Linked DNA regions of Capsicum annuum: region 1 is linked to region 2. A link is a contact called in public Hi-C data. All regions are on one chromosome and are shown on one strand. Each heading gives the region's core, a stretch centred on a gene start, on an enhancer-like site or on the middle of the called end of the contact. The rest is flanking DNA. Distances are from core to core; before and after follow the strand shown. Region 1 holds the start of LOC107874389. Region 2 holds the start of LOC107873461 (phosphomethylpyrimidine synthase, chloroplastic).

What was found. A called contact is a pair of places that touch in the nucleus more often than the background predicts.
Region 1: a Hi-C map of leaf shows a contact between it and region 2, with 3 times the contacts expected there. The contact joins the promoter of LOC107874389 here to the promoter of LOC107873461 in region 2. A contact is called at or near these places in 2 of 5 Hi-C or Micro-C datasets (both in leaf).

Annotation. Positions count from the first base shown.
Region 1 is chr6:35,594,740-35,602,062 of UCD10Xv1.1, reverse strand. LOC107874389 reads left to right here and starts at 5,470. Exons shown (of 1, transcript XM_016721184.1): 1 at 5,470-5,781. The coding sequence starts at 5,470. The coding sequence ends at 5,781. It overlaps LOC124899683 (a long non-coding RNA gene), which reads left to right. Exons shown (of 5, transcript XR_007057021.1): 4 at 785-842; 5 at 2,044-3,835.
Region 2 is chr6:35,394,864-35,401,685 of UCD10Xv1.1, reverse strand. LOC107873461 (phosphomethylpyrimidine synthase, chloroplastic) reads right to left here and starts at 3,320. Exons shown (of 7, transcript XR_007057019.1): 1 at 3,163-3,320.

The DNA.
Region 1 (7,323 bases), core at 4,221-6,720, 200 kb before region 2:
TAGTGCAACATATAGTTGTCCATATGAAAAAATGTGTTGTGGTAAGTACAGTCCAATAGTTGTTATTGTTTGTCCTTGTGCTTTGTTTATCGTCATTGAAAAGTATAGCCGCACTCGAAATTATTTTCTAATGAATTTGAATGGGTAACCTTCATTTTCGGGAGGTAATAGCTGAATTTGTGGAATAAATACATTCTTGAACGCATTTTGGCCTATCATTATTTCTGCATGTATGACGTTATTGTCAAAACCTCGACATATCATTCTTGTTCCATTACACAAGCCATTGGAAGCATCTAAATTTCTTAATAACATGATAGGCACATTTTTCTTCAACACCAATCTGCATAAAAGTAAAGCTACTTTGATAAACAATTTCACTTCAGAAAGATATTGAATTATAATTGAAGTTATATAATTATAAGTTTGAAATCAAGTACATAGCAATATGTTTGTGGAGTAAATAACCAACTATTTCTGAAAAATATTTAACTATAAGGGATACATCTACTCATATTGAAATCTTTGTACCTTGAGTGTTGCACGAAAAGATCTCATCCCTCTTGTAGTTCTTGTTGGCTGCAGTAATTAGTATTTTTTTTCTTTTTATCTTTTTTACCTGAAGTATTTTATGAGCATTTGGTTTTATAATATATTGTTAGTGTCCATTTGTGTTCAATTATGTTTAGTCTGCTCTATTTACTAAATTCTAACCCGTAATGCCCGTCTGCTAAAACATTTTATTTCTGTTTATAGTCTAATATGAGAATTTTGGTTACTGAAGGAGCTAGATTTATTGGTTCTCAACAGTCGACAAACTGATGGAGAACGAGAAGAATAAGGTAACTTGTTGTTCTAACTTTCAATCACCTAAAAGGCTCATCAGTTATCATCAAAATAAGAACATCACATAAAAATTAATAAGCTTCTGCATCCAAAAGGTGAAGGTGGCGGAGATGCGAATGTTGCGATGGATGTGTGGACATACCAGGAAAGATAGGGAAAGGAATGAGATTATTTGGGAGAAGGTGGGAGTTTCCTCGGTAGAGGATAAGTTGTAAGAAGTGAGGCTACATTGGTTCAGGCATATGATGATGAGGGCCCCTGATGCTCCAGTGCAGAGGTGTGAGACTCTGGCTATGGATGGTTTTAGGCAGGCTAGAGGTAGACCGAAGAAATATTGGAGGGAGGTGATTAGGCATAATATGGAGCAATTACAGCTTACAAAGGACATGACCCTTAATAGGAAGGTGTGGAGGATGCGGATTAGGGTAGTGGGTTAGGGGGTGGGAGCGCGATGGTAATAATAGGGGAGTGCTCCTTTGGGTCTAGAGTTTCTGCCTCATAGTGTTGGGGCTGTAGTTTTTGGGGTTAATGGTGTTGGCTTTTTTGCATCCCGTACTAGTTTATTACGCACCTATCTTTTGTGTTTGTTATACTGTTAGTTTGTTTTGTGTATCATACTAGTTTGTATCCGCTTACTTTTTGTATTTGTTATACTGTTATTGGTCCTAAGTTGGGGGTCTATCGGAAACAGCCTCTCTACTTCTCTTGAGATAGTGGTATGGTCTGCGTACACTCTACCCTATCTAGACCCCACTAGGTAGGAATACACTAGGTATGTTGTTGTTGTTGTTCTGCAAAAAAAGGTTAGGTTGAATACGGAATTCATCACCAGAGTATAGCAGCAAGGAGCTGCCATCATAAATCTTTTGCCATCAGACTAAATTTTTTTGTACAACTTTTGTTCACAGTATATGTGTGTCAATGGGTGTCTATTCTGATGGATCTTATTGCATCTCAACTGCCTTAATTTACTTTTTCCCTGTTAATTGTGAGAGGAGAATGATCAATTGTGCAAGGTTAGTTTCTGGTCTCTTTCATGATCAATTAGTTTTCTTCTTATAAAATTCGAAACATGTTCAGTGAGTTGTGGGTTACGCAACCTATTCGATAGTTTATAATAGTTACATCTACAAAATGCATGTCACTTTCTTATTCTTTTTCTATCAGACTAAATTTTTCTGTACATCTTCTGTTCAGGGTACATGAGTGTCAATGGAGGTCTGTTCTGATGGATCTTATGGCATCCTAGCTGGCTTAATTTACTCTTTCCCTGTTACTTGTGAGAAAGGAGAATGGTCAATTGTGCAAGGTTAGTTTCTAGTCTCTTTTATTATCAATTAGTTTCCCTCTTATAAAATTCAAAAAATGTTCAGTGAGTTATGGGCTACGCAGGAAAACCTGTGTACAGTTTTACACTCAAGTAAAGACAATCGTTCAACCTATTTATAAAACATGAAAGGTGCAAAAGAATAATAATTTTATAATTTGAAGACAATAGTTGAAAACAATTTAACATTACAACTCTCTTACAATTACAATTACGTATATACAGATAGCATTGTTGCAACGGAGAAGTAAATATACAATTTCTTTATATATCGTACTATTTTTAGTTGTTATTCTCCCTTACTTTCTAGGATCTATGAAAAACAGTTTTACATTACCTCCGCGTCAACTAATATCACAGTTTTTCGAAAGCCACCTCCATTCTTAAACGGTTTCATTGGCCCGCTTTCGATGATCAAGACTTTGATCATCCAGATACACTCGTTTGGCTTCAAAGTGTTGATTCCTACAACTTCGGTGATAGAATCCATCGTATGATAGTCTTTAAGAAATCATGCGTGAAAGTTAGAACGACAAGAACGTATAATTTGATAACAGAATTTGTGAGATGGAATGAATTATACCTGAATATGTGAATCTTGTTGGTAGATGGATAAACAAAGAAGATTAGTTATGAGCAATAGAAATCAAAACATATTAACAAACAGCTGAAAGTTAAATAGATTAATGAGCCATAGACTAATGAACACTTCGATCTAAGTAGATTAACGCACACCTTAAGCTAAGTTAAGCTAATTAATTGAAGCTGACATAACAAGTAACATTGTCTTCAAATTGATTTAATTTTTCATAGCGAGTAACATTGTCTTCAAATTAACAATGAAAAAAGGGAGTGATGTTGTGACATCAAAAATCTGGAAATGAAATTGTTGAAGCAGTTGCTGAGATAGAAACAATGGAACCTGAAACTAAAATTATTGAAGTAGTTGTTGAGATGAAAACAATGAAAAACGATGAATAATAAAAAATTACAGCGTTTAAATAGATGAAACAGATGAAAACGATGAAATAATATTTATGGGAAAAAGTAAATTTGGAAAAATACGGTTGTGAAAAAATTAGAACACAAATTTAAATTTGGACAAAAACAAATTTGGAAAAATACGGTTGTGAAAAACCTTGAGAGAATTTTGAAAAAATCAAATTCAAATTTGGACAAAAAAAATTTGGCTTGGAAAAGGCAGAAGGTTGTTTAAAAAAATACGGTTGTCACAAATTTGGACAAACTTGAATAATTTAATTATTGAAAATAATTACTATATTTAATTGTAGGAAAAGGGAAAAAAACGGCTTGAAAAAGGATGGCAGGAAAAAGAAAAACGACGGCTTGGAAAAGGAGACCGTTGTTTGGAAAAATACGGTTGTTACAAATTTGGACAAACTTAAATAATTTAAAGATAGAAAACAATTGCTATATTTAATTGGAAAAATACGGTTGCTACAAATTTGGACAATCTTAAATAATTTAATTGTAGAAAACAATTACTATATTTAATTGTAGGAAAAAGGAAAAAGACGATTGTTACAAATTTGGACAAAATTGGACAATTTAATTTTAGAAAATAATTGCTATATTTAGTTGTAGGAAAAGGAAAAGGACGATTTTATCTAAAGCGGAGTCTTTTAATGAAGGGTAAAAAGTTCAAATTAGGGTCTTCAGACTTTTAATATATTATAGATTATAGATATAAATATAGATATAGATATACATTATAGATATAGATATAGATATAAATTATCGATATATCAAGAGAAAAAGGAAAAATATCAAATTTTATGAAATATTTTAAAAAATAAGAAATTTAATATATTTATACCTTTTAAATTTATGTTTTTACATAATTTATCCTTAAATGTACAAAATTTGTACTACCCAATTGGGAGTGTCCAAATTAGGTATTTGTGCAATTGCCCCTGTTTAAACTCTGGATATTAGGGCCGAACAGTGCTTTGGTTTGGGTCAGCTTATATCCATCCAAATATACCCAAAATGTATACACCACAATCAAAAGGTCATTTTTAGTAAAAGATGGTTGGTGATCATTAGCATATGGTAGAATACAAAGTCCAAAAACATGCTAATGATAAGTTGGTCCAATATTTGCCACGTGTCAACTCCTCTATCACACATGCCAGGACGAAGTTCTCATCTATTTCTTCTTCTTCCACCTTAGAAAATTAGAAAACATATTAAGCAAATAAAAAAGAATCAAGAAAAGTATAAACAGAACAAGGCACGAATAAATTGAAGAAAAATGAAATGTAACAAAGGAATAATGGAAGATGCAATATTTAATTTTCTAAAGCTTTTTTCCTTTTTCATCAAAACAAATACCCTTTCCATTTTGATTCAAGTGTCTTACTTTCATTTTTTGTCTGAATCAAAGATGTATTTTTTATATATATAATTTTATATATTTTGTAAGTTTTCAATTTCAACATTCTATATCACAAATTTAAGATCAAAAGATTTAAGAGATTATGCATGTTTTTATCGAAGATCATGAATTTAGAAATTCTTTTTATCATTTTTTAAGATTTGTTTTCTATAAAGTAAGACATTAGAATTGAAATAGAAGCATTGCAAAATTCTACAAACACAATAGGGCAGAATAAGGCTGCAGCTAATACATATGTGACAACTTAGCATGAGTTTATTTTCATAAAATTACTCTACTATATGTATAGTCCAAGAGTAACGGGTGTGAACCACATACTACTTTATGTCCTACATTTGCGGAGTCAAAAATTCTAATGAACTGAATAAATTGTAACAATGTCAAACATCTAATTTAAAACTAGAAACTTTATTTCTCATATGGGTAGATTCAACAAATTTTATATATAATATTCAGTCCCAAATTAAGTTGAGGTCGGTTATATGAATCTTCATTTCTTCATGTAAGCTTTTTATGAGGATTCATCATGAATTGACAAGTTTTATGCTGGTTGTCAGCATAATATGACCTTCCTCCTTTATTCAGACTTAAGACTGACGATGTAAGCAACTCACACAAATAAAATTATATTAAAGAAAAAGAAGAAACCATTAAATACAAGGGGAGAAAAAAAAAAGACTAGGGAAAGGATAAGCCACTTGTGGAGAACCCATGCCACAAAACACATTCATTTAATTCTCTTCACAATCTTCACTCATCTGACCAAAATTTAATCCAAACAACTAAGATATATTACCTACACTTACAATATTGGTTCTTGCCCCTTTATTCATTACACCAAATTCCTATACAAAAATTCAAGAATTAACCAATTCGAATGGCTTCTTTGAACTTTTTTGTTCCTCCAATTGCAACTACTACCCAAAGAAGAGTAGTATATAATAGAGCTACATCAGCAAAAAGTTCTGGAGGAAGCAATGAAGAGAAGTCAATCTTGGATTTTTTCCTAGGGGCATTAACAAAAGAAGACCAATTATTGGAGACTGATCCAATCTTGAAAAAAGTGGAGGGTAAGAGTGGTATCACCACAACTGTCAGCAGCAGCAAGAAATCAGTTTCAAGCCCTCCTCCCAAGAAGAATTCCAATGGTTTTGGAGGCTTCGGGGGCCTCTTTGCAAAGAAAGAATGACTAGAGATGGATTTAGAATTTTAAATCAATGGATATGAAGTCTTATAAAACATTCATAAATGTCATGCACTTGATATTGTATGTCAATCTATATATGTCTTCGCTTTGTAATTTGATCTGCAATTCTATAATTCAATTGATATCAACTTATTTAAAGTGTTGCACAAACTCTAATGAATTTGTTGAAGTATGTAGCTTTTAAACTGTTGTAACTATCAATTGATTGGGATGATCCGAAGCATTAAAATCATCCCTAGATTAAAATCATCCCTAGATTAGTTTAGGGTAAGTATGAGCTCACGATTTTTCTCATCGGGCCAAGATGGATTGTTCGACCCTAAAGATGGTAGAAGAGACGTCTTGTCTTAGTTAAAGGATGTTTGGTAGAAGAGACGCCTTGTCTTAGTTAAAGGATGTTTGCAATTTAGTTTGGATTTATTTTTACTTATTATGACAAATGTCGAAATCAATCAAGTTAGTTTTCTAATTACAATTTTTTATTTTAGATATGCAATATTTAAAATAGGAAAAATTAGAGTTAAATGTCTCCATCCAAATACGTCAAACAGTAATTTTGTTATGACTTCCAACAAACGCTACGAAAAAATTGAAATATGTCATGACTCACGAATTTCATTGCTAAAGAGCTCATAGCTAATGAAATTTTCTAATAATCTATTGTTAAATATGATTAACGGCGGATTATAAAAATGTGTTAGATAGGACAAACGCTCCTCCTCAAGTTTCAAATTCTTATCAAGCTAAATGGTGTCCAGTTGTAATCCTCATAGCACTTCAATAACCTAGATAAATGAAAAACTGGATTAACACCTGCCAAGCTGGGTGACAACGCAAGCTCGTAGACCAACTCCCCAATACACGATAAAATTTCAACTGACCAACCTATAAATCTCGAGCTCAAATTGTCCTCCTCAAAACGCATGAAAACCTTCATAGGTGAGACTTTCAATAATATCTGCTCAACTTCTATGAACTCCATTTTACAAACCTTCTGATTTATGTAGCTTTTTAGCCTACTTTGAGTTGTGATCGATCACTCAAAAATCAAGTTGACCTTATTTAAGGCCTCATTCTTCAAATCTGTACCGTATGGCCTAGCCTTAAAGGACTTAAATCAGTAATTAGTAAACGACACCTCCTATTATACAAGACCTCACATGAAGCCATCTGAATGTTTGATTAGTAGCTGTTATTCTAAGCAAACTTCACCAAAGACAAAAGTTAGTTCTAATGACCACCAAAGTTAATCAAACTAGCTCTCAAAACGTCCTTGAGAATTTGGCTAGTCTACTCGGACTAGAATCTGGCTAGTCTACTCTTTACTGGTAAAAACTTGTGACAAGCTTAATATATGTTCTTGGGTCCTTTTGTACGGACTTCCTGAAATGACGAGCTTAACATATGTGTCCTCACCATCTATGCTGAAATAATAGAGTGCAAGTTTAGAATACTGGACAAACATTATACACAATATGGAATCAAATTAAAGATATTTTCATAAGGACTTTCCATAGGCTCCTG
Region 2 (6,822 bases), core at 2,071-4,570:
CATATCAAGTCAAACATCACAACATAAAAGGGGAGGCAGGGAGTACTAGATTTGGGCACATTCAACGGTGACATTCTAGTTTCAAGGTAACAGTATATTGATCGTCAACACAAAGGCTATGCTTGAACAATGATATTCTAATTTATTGACTGTGTTTGGAAGATCATTCCAAGTATTAGAGGCAGGTGCAATATATAATTAACGGGCTCAACTGAACCAATCATTTTTACACACAATTCAATCATTCTACAGCGTACGAGGTAACTGGTCACCAGGCTATAAGCCTGTTTGGCCAATCTTTTGGGAGGCCAAAAGTGTTAATTTTAAAAAAATCACGCAAGCTGTGTTTGGTTATTTTCCATGGAAAATGTTTTCCTGAAAAATAGGTTGATTTTTTACTTATTTTCTCATGTTTGATTGGTATGTGGAAAATATTTTTCGAAAAATATTTTATGGTATTCGGGGTGAGTGAGTATATTTTTTAGAAAAATATTTTCTAGTGTTTGATTGGTGAGTAAAAAAATATTTTTTAGAAAATACTACTAACTATTAACTAGTATATCAGTGCCTTTAACAACCCAACAATTTGTAAAAAATAATTTAAGCATAACAAATAATATCAATATCGAATATTAAAGTACTACAATTACTAAATTTAAGCAACTATTAATTAAGAAGTATAGGAGACACTTTTCAACATATTTCCAGGATAATATCAAGATACTACAATCAATAGAAATATAATGGAACGATAAGCTTATTCAACCTCGTGAAACAAGTTACATCGATGACAAGATTAAATATGCAATTAACAAAAGTAACATAGATAAGTCTTCCTCTATGAATACGAAAATAACAATACATTCAACGAACATTGAAAATGAAAAAAAATCCGGGCTTCACTATTTTTTATTTCAAGCAGTGAAAAATTGAAGCAAAGCAGAGTGAAAAATATTTTCGAGTAATGTAAACTTTTTAGAAATGCGAATTTTTTGAGTCATGTGAATATGAGTGTTGTTGAGGTGGGGAAGAGGGGTGGAGGTAGAGTCATAAGTCACATTTCTCAATTTCTGGAAAATGACTTCCTTTGACTCATGAGGGAAGTCATTTTGCATCAAATTGAGGAAAATAAGTTGTTGTGGAAAATATTTTCCCCAACATTTCATTACAACCAAATAAGCGAAAATAGAAAACATTTTTCAAAAATATTTTCCATCATACCAAACTCACCCAGTGTTTCTATGAATAGTAGAAGCTAAAAAAAAAGAACTTTTTTTTTCAAAAATATTTTTTTTTATAACCGTGATGTCCGAATCAACTTTCGTGCACTTCGACTAAATCTAAAGAATATTTGTCACCTCTCACTGTCAATAGATATACGGTAATTCTGTCCACCAAAGCTAGAACTTCCAAAAATACTTTCTTAGAAAGCACTTTGAGAAATATACACTTTAAAATATTTTTAAAAAATTTGGTCAAAAAGAACTTTTAAATTTATCGACCAAACACAAATTATTTCTGATCAAAAGTACTACTTCCTACAACACCAAACCCAATATATTCCCACATAGTGGGTTTGGGGAGATAAAATGTACGCAGTTTATATCACTACTTTTAGAGGAGTAGAAAGGTTGTTTCCAATAGACCCCGGCTCAAGACAAAGAATAGTAAATAAATTCGTAATAAAGCATGAAACAAGATGGAATAACAGAAATAAAACACTCACAAAGTAATACCCTGCACTAACAAACCAAAGGCACCCCCACCCCCATACCCTCCTACTAGCAACTCCAACCTATGGACATAGCCCTAAGATTACCAGCCCGGCTACCCCAAAACTCTCCTAACTACTGGCTACGACCAACCCACAAGCACCGACCTAATTCTTGTCTTCCATACCTTCCTATTTAGGGTCATGTCTTCAGTAAACTGTAACTGTTCCATGTCACGTTTAATCACCTCTCTAGTATTTTTTCGGCCTACCCCTACCCCATCTAAAACCATTCAAAGCTAGTTTCTCACACCTACGAACTGGGGCATTCGTGTCTCTCCTCATCACATGTCCAAACCATCTCAACCTAACTTTCCGCATCACATGAAAAGTACTACTCCTTACGTTTCAAAATGAACAACCTACTTTCTTTTTTAATCCGTTTAAAAAAGAATGACCCTTTTCTCTTTTTTTGACAATATTTTAATTTAAGGCCACGAGATTCAAAAATTTCTTTATTGTTTTAAATTTTATGTCAAATCATAGATCATTATTTTTTAAACGAAGGGAGTACTTTTTTAAACAAAACTTTTTCAAAATAAGTTAATTTTAAAAGTTTGGCTAAACAAGCTACTATCGAAGAGGCAGAAAAACATATCAAAGGCTGAAATTTGAACAACAGCCAAGCCCTATTGCCTGGCATGAAAAGCACCTGTCAGCTGATTTGGCATGCCTACTTGGCTTTTTGCTTAATGGACATTTCAATCAAATTTATTTTCTGAATAACCATCCATAAGTTTAGCGATTTTAAAACACAAAAGATAGATTTTTTTTACTTTTGCCTAAAAAATTCTTATGTTGAATGACTATTTCACAACTAAACAAAACATACGAATTAACCACATACAGAAATACTCTAGCTAAACAGAAAAATCTATAGCTAATCCTATCTAACGATGGATTAAAAAAAATTATGTTAGCTATGAATAATTTTGCAAAGAAGTTTGGTTTTCTTTGTAGTGAACTCCAAAAGGATTAAAAAAGGCATGCATGAAAGAATCTATACATTAGCTCTATGTTGAAAGAATCTATATATATTGGCGAATCAGAATTTTTACATAAATACACCAAAAAGTCGAAGGAATTCAACATGCAGTATTCATATATATAAAAAATAATTTTTACCATATATATAAATAGTAATATAATTTTCAGTGGAAGGGAGGTTCAATAGAATAAAAGTCGCAGCTCTACTTCACACCGCCCGTGCACATGTGTAGATCTTTCAAAATGCGTTAATTTTAAAAGATCCTATACATTTTCTAGGAGATCTTTCAGAAATGCTTTCTTCTTTTCGAAAATTAGACATGAGTAAAATATTTTTTAAGAGTCAGAACAACGTAGCATAAAATAATTAATTAAATCAAAAAATTGGAGAGAGAAAAATGAACCTTAAGCAAATGAATTAGAGCTCTGTGTCTGTCTGCCTTATCTGTGAACACAAGCAAAATGATGAAAATTGAAATGAGTTTCTTTTTTGGGAGAGAGAAATATCAGTGACGATATGACCAATATCTGTTACTAGTGCTAATTTATAGGGACATTTTCCAGTCACTCAAACAGTCAAAACTAATAAGCTAGATTGCTAGAGCTTACCTGGCTTACTCATTTGTTCCCCACGTCCTGTTAGATATTTTTTCTATATATTTTCTCCTAGATATTTTTGTTTATATGATTGTACCATAATACCCCGGTCGAAATACCTTAAGGCATTACATAAATATATTTTTTAATTTGGTCTCAACTAGCATTTATGCGGTTTAATTTTAAGTGTAGAGTGTGTACAAGTAAGGACATGACAATCTCACACGAATTGGCACGTAAATGTCAAGTAGGATATGCGTTTTTACTTATTCAATTTTATACAAATTTAAATATTTACTTATGCATATTCAAAGTAAGAAAACATAAATATCAATTAATGGCAAGTTAAAGACTATATTGATGGAAGAAAACATAAATATCAATTAATGGCAAGTTAAAGACTATATTGATGAATTACTGTAGAAAATTAGTTTCAAATCACTGTAGAAAATTAGTTTCAAATCACTGCCTCAAGAGCTATATTATGCCAATACCAAAAATGCCTTAGAAATATTCAAATTCTATGTTTTGTCTAAAAATATATTTAATGAATCAAACTTGGCTTTTAAAAATAAGGAAAAATCAATACCATAACTTAGTTAATCATAATTATTTAATATTTCAATCTTTTTAAATAATTATATAAACCTCTGATTTTACGTTAAAACTCTGATACATTACAGAAAAATGTGATGTATCTATGTAAAATTAAGTGATGTATCCAAAAAAATGTGATGCATCCATGTAAAATTAAGTGACGTACTCGAAAGAATATGATATATTTGGGTGGAATGTAATGTATCCGTGTAAAACTATGTGATGCATCCGCGTAAAATTAAGTGATATATCTCAAAAAAATGTGATATACCCTACACTAAATCAAGGATTTTTAATATTTTTGTAAAAAAAAAAATTAAATAGAGAATAATTAACTCTAAAGGATTGAAATTTATGTAACCATTACTAAAAATAGTCACGGGGCTTATAATTTATCATTTTTTTAATTAAGAATTAAAATTAAAACCTATTCATTTCTTACATCATCACCAAATAGAAAAAAAAAAAAAAAAAAAAAAAAAGGAAATGCTTAATTATTTTTCTAAATACAACACTATATTTTGAGTTCTAATTTTCTGATTAGTAGCTTCCCCGGTAGATGAGCACTTTCTAGTTTTGGTGATATCGAAAATGATCCCAAGAAAATGTTTTCATAAAATACTAGTTTTAATTTTCTAATTAGTAACTTTCCGGGTAAATAAGCTCTTTCTAATTTTAATGTGATCGAAAATGATTCCTAAAATACATATTTGCATAAATTTTATTACTTTTTCTTTATTTTAAAAAGAATGATTTAGTTCAATTTGGCACGTAATTTAAGAAAGTAAAGAAAATTTTTGATTTGTGTGGTCCTAAATTAAAATTGTGTCAATTGTACTAGAATATTCTTCAATTTTGCGGTCTTAATATGTACGTGTAAAGTTGAAATCAAAATATTGTCAAAAAAAAAAAGGGATCATTCTTTTTGAAACAGACTAAAAAAAGAAAATAAATCATTTTTTTTTAAACGAAAAGAGTGATAAACTACTAGTTGAATCCCACACCAAATAATATAAACTAGAATTTGAAATGCTAAGAAAGATTTCTCGTAAATCTTGAATCTAGTTTATAATCAACAATAGTGATTTTGTAGGATACAACATCCAAATTGAGTGACTTTCTATGAAATAAAATAAGGTAAAAGGTTAAATATAAATAAAATACGGTAAAAGAATAAATATATCTTTGAACGTTCAAAAATGATATGCAAATATTCTTCATCATATTTTTGGATTGTCAATATCCTTATCATCATATTTTTGGGTCATTTATAGCCCTCAAATTTTTAAAAATGATATGCAAATACCATTTGTTATACGTTTAACTTGTCAATGCATTTACCATGATACTTTTAGGTCATATTAAATTATCTGGAGAGGCACGTAACATTATCACAACGCATATATCACTTTTTTTTTTATTTTATGCAAAATTTAAAACTTCTCTCATATCATATTATTTTACCCCCATTAGATCTTGATAAAACTTAACCCGCGATTCTTTTCTACCAAAAGACCCTTACCCATTGTTAAGGGTGAGTGAGATGAAAAGCAACGGGTGAGAGTCTTTTGGAAGAAAGAATCATGGGCTAAATTTTTATTTTGGTTTAATGTGGATAAAATAATATGATATGGGTAATTTTGGGTAAAATAAAAGAATATGAGGTATATACACAGTAAATGCTACGTGTCTTTTCAGGTAACTTAAGATGGCCCAAACATAAGATAAAGACATTGATTAGCTAAAAATATAATGAATGGTATTTTTATATCATTTTGAAAATATATGCGGCCCAAAAATATAACAATATTAATATTAGCATCTTAAAAATATAACGAATATTTTCACATATCATTTTTAAAAATTTAGAATATATTTGACCCTTTTTCCAATAAAATAAAGTAACCTTGCTTCATAATTTTCTTGAGTGAGCACTTTAGAAATTTACTCTACAATTAAGGATGCATGTGATACGGAAGAAAATTTTCAGTTTTTTCATATTTGCTTGATCAAACTTTTTGACAAAAAATATTCTAAAGAAAAATTAATTCCTTAAAAATGAAACAATGGAAAACAAATTCCACGGATTAACGTTATTTCGAGCAATCTTGCATCATCAAACATTTGAACTTAATTAAGGATCCAGTAAACTGTACTTCTTAGTAAAGATACTACTGGTTTGTAGCTTTTCTAATTGAATGTTGATACTTTTTTTTTTTAACAAGAATAACAATGCCTGATAAGTTTACACACACTTCAACGATTTCACGATTACTCGTTACCTCCATGTCTACTGAAACCAACACACTTAGATAGGGGCAGACCTATGACCCTTTTTTTGTGCTCTGGCATCAGCTAAATTCGAGACAAATTAAGTATAATTATACAAATAATATATAAAAATTAGTATAAAATTTAGAAAAACACCCACTAAATCAAAAAGATAGTTGAATCTTTTAATTTTCAAGTAAATTCTGAAATATCACTATACGTATTCAAACCTTTCAAACGTCTACAATTCCTACAATTCCTAAATGCTGAGTCAACCAATGCACATAGAAAGGAAAAGATTGTAGAATTTTGACACGTGAATAGATAAGAGCATGATAACATTACTTTTAGGCTAGAAAATGACAACGGACCAAAATGCTAAAGTTGCTGAAAATGATCATAGACAAGCTGCCAAAAATATGTGATTCAATAATATTTGTTCACTATTGATTTAATGGAAAAAGATCAAAAATACCTCTGAACTATCTAAAATAGCTCAAAAATACTCTAGTTAGATTTTTGGTTTAAAAATACCCCTCCGTTAAATATTTGACTCAAAAATACCTCTCCTCTAACGGAATTCGAAAAAGGATCAAAAA